Linked DNA regions of Rattus norvegicus: region 1 is linked to region 2. The links are chromatin contacts, called in public Hi-C maps. All regions are on one chromosome and are shown on one strand. The core of a region is the stretch at or near the end of the contact, and the rest is flanking DNA. Distances in the headings are between cores, read along the strand shown. Region 1 overlaps Ak9 (adenylate kinase 9). Region 2 overlaps Fig4 (FIG4 phosphoinositide 5-phosphatase).

Region 1 (4,343 bases), core at 46-2,545, 190 kb after region 2:
CTCTTCTGCTTTCATGCAATAGATGTCATATAGAAATTGATAGCTAGGTAGATGATTGATTGATTGATTGATTGATAGATCTTGATATGAGAGAAACATTTGATGTTTGTCTTTTGGATGTGGCCTATCTGGAGTATCACTGATGTTTCAAGCAAATTATGAAAATTTTCCACTCAGCTCCACGGGCTTTATCCTGGACGGCTTCCCGCGGTACCCTGAGGAGGCCCAGTTTCTGGGAGAGCGGGGATTTTTCCCAGACGCCGCAGTTATAATACAAGTCGATGATCAAGACATCTTCGATCGCCTCCTCCCCGCCCAAGTTCAGAAATGGAAGACGAAACAACTCAAGAAATCAGAGAGGAAAAAAATGATCAAAGAAATGAAGGCGAAAATCAAGGTTTGCGGGACGAGGGCCTGCTCATCTCCTACGTGGGTTTCTAAGCAGCGTTCACAACAACGAGGTTTCGAATCCGAATGCTGCCGTAAGCAGGAAGACATTTTTCATCCAATTTTTCATCCTTTAATAGGAATCTAAAGCTATTTGAAGCTTTTTTGGTTTTAGTTTTTTGGTTTTTTTGTTTTTGTTTTTGTTTTCCCCGGAGCTGGGGACCGAACGCAGGGCCTTGCGCTTCCTAGGCGAGCGCTCTACCACTGAGCTAAATCCCCAACCCCGGTTTTGGTTTTTTGATACAGGGTCTCTCTATATGGACTTGTCTGTCTTGAAACTCTGTAGACCAGGCTGCCCTTGAACTCAGACATCACCAGGATGTCTCTGCCTCCCGAATGCAGGACTTCCTTGAAGCTTTTTTTCCTATCTAAATGCGTTAATGCTTCTCTTCCTGAATTAGCGGTATTCAGGCCTCCCCGGAGGCCTCTGTGAGGCACAAGAGCAGTCGATAAGCACAGCGGAGGCAGTGGTGCTCTGAATTCATCCTTCCAGCCACTCACAGACCAGTCTTCTAAATGTCTGTCTGAATCCAGTCTCACCGGCGGGGTTGGAACTCAGGGCTGTGCAAACCCATTTCCTCACGGTATTTTTAGCTCCAGGAGGTGTCACACCAGGTGCCTCTAGGTTTCCATATCAGGGAGTCCAGCCCTGGGTGCTGTTGTACAGTTCTGTCTGGGTCCCCATTATCAGACCCTTAGAGGAGAGGTATTGCCTGACTTGATATTGTATTTTAAGAAGAAAGTGAAAGAATAAATAAATAAATATTGTAATGCCCAAGACAGTGCCAGCCTCTGGCAGGCACACTGAAATTAGTTAAACTTAAACACCAAAACCCTGAGGACCTTTGAACAGATCCACTATGTCAGACCCGGAAAAGATCAGGGCATGGTCCTTCACACACACACACACACACACACACACACACACACACACCTGTGCATATACCCTCCAACGTGTGTGTGCTTTCCACAGAGATACAGCTGTGCTTACAAAGACATGTCTTCACAGTAAGAAAATTAGATTTCCAAACATTTTCAACCCTTGGGAGGGAGATAGCCCAGAAGGACAAGGATTGTGCTGGATCAATCACCATCATGTGTTTTCCTGGTTAGATCCCTTCCACCATACCTTAGCCCCAGCGTTAACACATAGCAGGTGATTTTTATCACATTTGCTCCCTGTAAACCTGTAAATGTTCCCTCAACAGGAAGATATGGTCGCTAAAAGAAGAGCTGAACTTATTTCAGAGCGAGAGAAAAGAAAGAAAGGGGAGGTAAGCAGATTTTGTATGTGTGTGTATTGGTGAAATGTATTTCTCTTATTTTTGGAATGCTATATGCTACTATTTTAAATGACCTTTTATAATATTTATAATCAGAAAAGATAAGCAACTTTTGTTTTTTGTTTTGTTTTGTTTTGAGACAGAATCTTTCTCTATGTCACTCTGGCTGACTTGGAGCTTGCTATATAGACCAGACTCTGCCTCTGTCCCTACCCACCCCCAACCCCTGGCTTTTCTTTTTGTCTGTCCATCTCTCCCTCTCTATGCATCTCTCTGTGTCTTTCTGCCTCTTCGCCTCTCTGCCCCTCTGTCTGTCTCTTTGTGCCTCTTCGCCTCTCTCTGTCTCTCTGTCTCTCTCTCTCTCTCTGTCTCTCTGTCTCTCTCTCTCTCTGCCTCTCTCTCTGCCTCTCTCTCTCTGCCTCTCTCTCTCTGCCTCTATTTCTCTTTGCCTCTCTCTCTTTGCCTCTCTCTCTCTCTGCCTCTCTCTCTGCCTCTCTCTCTGCCTCTCTCTCTGCCTCTCTCTCTGCCTCTCTCTCTCTCTCTGCCTCTCTCTCTGCCTCTGCCTCTCTCTCCGTGTCTCTCTCTTTCTCTGCCTCTCTCTCTCTCTGCCTCTCTCTCTACCTCTCTCTCTGCCTCTCTCTCTCTGCCTCTCTCTGCCTCTCTCTCTCTCTCTGTCTCTCTCTCTGCCTCTCTCTCTGCCTCTCTCTGCCTCTCTCTCTCTGTCTCTCTCTCTCTCTGCCTCTCTCTCTCTCTCTCTCTCTCTATCTCTCTCTCTCTCTCTGCCTCCCCACCCCCATCCCTGCCTCTGGCTCTGAATTTGGGGATTAAAAGCATGCACCACTTCACTGGGCGTGAACAAAAAGAAACCTCTAAAGACCCTGAAGTATTCTCACACAAAATGTACAGTGCACTGAACTGTTTCTTTGGGATTCTCTTCCTTTGAATTTTCATCTTGCTCTCATGCTTCCTGCTACCTGCACACGGACAGGCCGGGAGCATAGGGGTGAGTTAGATGGAGCCTATCACGTTGACCTGAATCTAAACTCTGGATACTTTCGGATGTGAAATGAGGTGGCGGAGAGAGAGAACCTAGACAGGCACTGTGTTTTAAGTGCGAAGTGTTGTCCCCACCCCCACCCCCACCCCCTCACATGCTTGCGTGTTTGACATCAGCTGGTGTCTTGGTTTTGAAAAGTTGTAGAGCCTTTAGGAGGGAAATGGGTCGTTGATGTTAGGCCTTGAGGTTAGAGTCCAGCCTCACTTCCTGTCCACTCTTCCTGGTCTACCGAGATGTGAAGAAGTTAGGAGTCCCAGCTGCACAATTCTGCAACCAGGCTTTCCCCTCTGTGATGAACCAAACTCTCAAAGAGCAAGAAGCCTCCTCTTCATGGTTTACCTAGACTGGCCAGCCAGCCTGCCTGCTTGCCTTCCTTCTTTCCTTTCTCCTTCCTCCTCCCTCCCTTCCTCCCTCCCTCCTGTCTGCCTTCCTTTTATCCATTAGCAAGCATCCTCCCACCCCACCCTCATTCATTAAGCAGGCATTAACTGGCTAGACCTGTGGCCGGAGCTAATCTCATCTGCAAACATGTTCTGGTGCGAACTCTGTCCAAACTGTCACGCTAATGGTCACACTCAAGATGGCACTGTACCCTGGACTCAGCAAAGCTAACTACACAAAGCCCATGGGGATCTCTAGTGCTACCTGAATGATCACGACACATTCCCCAGCAAAGAATTGCCAGAGCCAGTACAGACTTTAGGGTCTAGCAGACCAAAACTGGTAAGTTCCCGCCAGTTCTTACCGGTTATATCCTGTTTTACGGCTGTCTCTCCAGTACGCTAAAAAACTGAGAGCAGAGACTCCTAATTCAGACATAATACGCGGCCATTTATTTAGTCTCTCTCGAGCGTAGAGTTGTCACTGGAAGTGGGGGGATTGTTCAGTTTTAATTTCTCTAGTTGTCAATACTTCCGTTTCTCTTCTTTGTTATGTTTTAGGTGAATCAGGGCCCTGACTATGTAGAAAGGTCTTGTTGTTTTTTTTTTTTTTAAAGTGAAAGTTGGTTTTTAGAATAAACTTTAAATGATCCCAATTTATTATTTTTGTACTTGTTAGCACTGGATTCTTTTTTTATTTTAATTTGGAGATGCAGTGTTCTACTTTGTAAAAAAAAAAAAATAGAATGTTGTAAATTTTCTAAGACTTGTTCTTCATAAAATTGATTATGTATCCGACTTAAATAATTTATATACCAAACCATAAGAAAAAACTCCTAGGATTAATTTTATTACTGTGCGTGAGAGAGAGGGAGGGACCTGCAATGCCGTAGTGTGTTGAGGCCAGAGGACTGTTTAGGACTTTGGGGGGTTGGTTCTCTCATGCCGCCGTGTGGACCCTGGGATGGAGCCCAGGCTGTCCAGCTTAACTACAGACGCCTCTTCCCGCTTACCCCTGAGACTTAATGAACTGAAAGTTCACTCTGGGCATTGAGTTGTTTTCCCTAGCAGCTTTATGGAAATGGGGGGAGGGGACCGGTATCATTGTCACACCTCGTACAGTGCCTGTGGGCAGCTGTAGGACATTTATCACTATTGCAGGGATGAGTCTTAATT
Region 2 (3,707 bases), core at 897-3,396:
GCAGTCTCTCGGTCTCCGTATCTAATTTAGCAAACTGAGCAGGGAGTTAATGCAGCCCAAGAGCAGGACAGCAAGTCTCACAAGCATGCCACCCTGACAGGCGGTACCCAGCCTGACTGATGGGGAAGCTTCTCTTTCCTCCAGAAGTGCGTGTGAAATCCCATCGCCCCAACCACATCTCTGACATGCTGTAACCATGCTTCTCTCTCCCGGACGACATCCATGGCCCCCTGCTCCTGTCCCTCAGCCAAGCATCCCACACTGACTCTCCTCGCTTGCTCCACAGTCACGTGATAAAGGTCAAGAGGCATTCCTTGTGGAGTGGTTTCTTATTTTACTCAAGTACATGTGTGGGGATAAAGGGCACCCCAAATCCTTTTAGGGGTGCACTCACCTCAGAGCAGCACCCATTAAGCACCCATAAACTGGAAGGCACAGTGCAGTCTCACCCAGGACAACTTCGAGCTGCTAAATCCCCTAGAGCAACTCACGCTCTCATTGACTAGAACCAATCTCCAAAGCAAGAGGCAGACTGGGGGTGCTGGGCGCCAGGGGAGCAGGGACATCTGCTAGGGAGCTCAAACTTCAAAGACTGGAATCTTCTGTGTGCCATACACCACCCCTTCCCTTCCTCTCTCAAGATTTACCTCTGCACAGGGAACCGTGACAAAGATGTCTCAAGATTTACCTCTGCGCAGGGAACAGTGACAAACTGATCTTCCGAGTAGGAGCAAACACACCCAGTTACCTCTCCAGATAAAGGCTGGGTATGAGAGGCAGCCATCTTGCCAACTATATTACTCTAATTCCAAAACGCACGTTCACACCAACCAAAACAAGTATGCTCACGTCTTTCAAACACTTGCCAACTAAGACATTAATGTAAAAATGGGAGTCTACGTCCACTTTAATGCTTTAATTAAAGAACTGAATAGCCAATCATATTCATGGATTATCTACTTATTACTTAGCTTTTTAATAATTTATTTTTATATGTGTGGAGGTGAATTAGGCATATACATGTAGGGGCTCCCAGAGAGACCAGAAGAGAGCATTGGACCCTGTAGAGCTGCAGTCACAGGTAGCTGTGAGCCACCCAGTGTGGGTGCTGGGAAACTGAACTCGGGGCCACTACAGGAGTGGCAAGGGGTCTTAACCACTGAGCTGTCTCCCTGACCCCTACCGTGTCATTTTCAAATGGTCTTATTCTTCAGACTACTTATATAATGTTCAGAATGTAAGGATGTCTTACACTATTATTCTGGCTACTAACAGCCCCTCCATCTGTCATTAGGTTTTTGGTTATTTTTAACTTATATTTGCAGTTTTAAACCAGGAAAGAAAAAATATAAATAAGTCATGATCCACCTTATGAAGCTAGGGGAAAAGAACTTGTTGCTGTGGTCTAAGTATCCTGAGATCTCACTCCAACACAGCAATGCTAAGAGGCGAGGCCTTCTGGATGTGACTTGATCTGGACAGGAGTGGCACCCCATAGCAAATGGCAGGAGGGACTTATCATCTCCTCAATGGTGCAGGTATAGCCTGTCCCTCACAAACACTGAACCTGCCTGTGCCTTGATCTTGGACCTGTGTGTCTCTGAAACTGTAAGAAACACTTCCTCACTGGGTTTGTTTTGTTTTCTGATGACTGTCAACATTGCTGAGACAGGAGGCAAGAGTCTTTGCTAAGCCATGCTCCCAAGACACTGTCTGATTGATTTCTAACTGAAGCAAGGTCACAGTGGCCAACTGAAATCATTGATGATTATGGAGCTGAGAAAACTGTTATGATGAGATAGGTTCCAGATGAACGACAGCTTATCCAGAAAGGATTCTTCTCTTTAGGCATGCAATGCACACATACAAATAAATGTCTCAATGGCAGGCAGTCACTAAAGAATGTCTTAGTTTTGTTTCCCCTTGCGGTGAGTAAAAGTCCCTGACAATTCAGGAGAGAAGGGGTTAATTTTAGCTCAGGAGGGATTACAGTTCATCACCATGGCAGCAGGAGCACCAGGCTGGCCCATTACACTGTGTCAACAGCTAGAAACAGAGGAATAAATCAAAGCACATTTCTCTGCTCACCTGCTTTACGCTTACGTAACCCAGGACCACGCCCACTCACTGGTGCCACCCACAGAGGGTGGGGCTTCCCACCTCAATTAACATAACCAAGACCAAGCCGATCCTCTTCTCCCAGGGAATTCTGGGTTGTAGAAAGCTGATCAAACTAACCATCACACACGGAGAGGAAAAAAAAAAATACAAAACACTCTAGTCGGGAGCAAAAAGGCAAATTTTTTTCATAAAACCAAAGATACGGATGGGAAAACATACTATTAGTAACTCGATGTCAATAAATTCGAAACTGAGATGAAATGGGCAAACTTCTTGAAAAACACAAATTATCAAAACTCAAGATCAATTAAAAACCAACCTATACAGCCCTCTTATCTCACCCACAAAGCAACTCCAACGCAGGCTTCACTAGTGGACTAGGAAGGACACTGAAAAAGAAAGTCAGTCATACATAAGCACTCCGGGAAGGAGAAGGAGCATCTAAAGCTACCTGAGCCCAGACATAAAAGCCAGACAAGAGGCTAGAGACAGCTGAGTGGGTGGGCACTCCTGGTTCTCAGTCTGGGGATGACGACCCTCTCCCAGGGGTCACCTAAGACCACCAGAGAGCATATTTACACTACAGTTCATAACAGAAGCAAAATCACAGTCATAAGTAGCAATGGACATAATTTTCTGTTGAGGTCGCCCTGTGTGGAAGGGCGGCAGCCTCAGAGAACCCCTGATGTGACAGCTGGAGAGAACTAACTTCCAGAGGTGACCGCTAACTCAGTGCACTCTGCCAGATGTGCACACAGAAGTAAATATAAAAGTTCTAAAACGGGGGTGTTGAGGAATATCATTAAACAACAACTAAACGTAAAGTCTTTAAGTGTTAACTAGCACATGGAATCCACTGTGTGAAAACAGTATAATAGGCTAAGCTGTATTTCTGTAATTCAAAGTTGAACATTTAAAATAAGATGATGAACTGACTACAGTAAAAACATTAAGGCAATGGAATGTAAAGAGGAGAAATGGCAACATGTTATTCATACATTTTTAATTTAAAAGATATTTTGTGTGTCCAGGGGGAGAGGGTTTGCCTGCATGTGTGTCTGTCCATCGTGTTTGTACAGTAAGGACCCTCAGAAGCCAAAGGAAGGCCCTTGGGGACTGCAGTTGCAGACGTGGTGAACAGCCACATGGGTGCTGGGAACCAAACTCAGGTCCTCTGGAAGGCCAGCCGGGTCCCTAACCACTAGGCCACCTCTCCAGCCCCTCAGTTTTTGTTTTTGTTTTTTTTTTGTTTGTTTGTTTGTTTTTTAAGTTCTCAGCTGGGGCTGGAGAGATGTCTCAGCGGTTAAGAGCACTGACTGCTCTTCCAGAGGTCCTGAGTTCAATTCCTGGCAACCACATGGTGGCTCACAACCATCTGTAAAGATTACCCTCTTCTGGTGTGTCTAAGGACAGCTACAGTGTACTCATACAAAACAAATAAATCAATCTAAAAAGAAAAAACAGTTCTCTGCAAACCAGAAATAGAAAAAGAACCTTGGTCCAATAAAAGGCATCTACGGGAAACCCAGTGCACATTATTGACAACTGAAGATTGAGGACTTTTCCCCTAAGAAAGAAGAGAAAGT

Evidence for each region. A called contact is a pair of places that touch in the nucleus more often than the background predicts.
Region 1: a Hi-C map of kidney shows a contact between it and region 2, with 4 times the contacts expected there. The contact joins two enhancer-like sites. A contact is called at or near these places in 8 of 12 Hi-C or Micro-C datasets (the A7r5 cell line, the Rat2 cell line, Schwann cells and 4 more).

What each region holds. Positions count from the first base shown.
Region 1 is chr20:46,489,151-46,493,493 of GRCr8, forward strand. Ak9 (adenylate kinase 9) reads left to right here. Exons shown (of 40, transcript XM_017601822.3): 27 at 178-397; 28 at 1,656-1,721. Among named protein-coding and RNA genes, the nearest start is that of Zbtb24, 38 kb to the right of the region's middle. Within about 2 kb of position 1,296, at least 2 of the 93 cell types and tissues checked have an H3K27ac peak or open chromatin away from gene starts, as enhancers often do. A contact at or near this core is called in kidney, where this site is marked.
Region 2 is chr20:46,294,940-46,298,646 of GRCr8, forward strand. The region is part of intron 1 of Fig4 (FIG4 phosphoinositide 5-phosphatase); the gene reads right to left. Among named protein-coding and RNA genes, the nearest start is that of Fig4, 9.7 kb to the right of the region's middle. Within about 2 kb of position 2,147, at least 19 of the 93 cell types and tissues checked have an H3K27ac peak or open chromatin away from gene starts, as enhancers often do. A contact at or near this core is called in kidney, where this site is marked.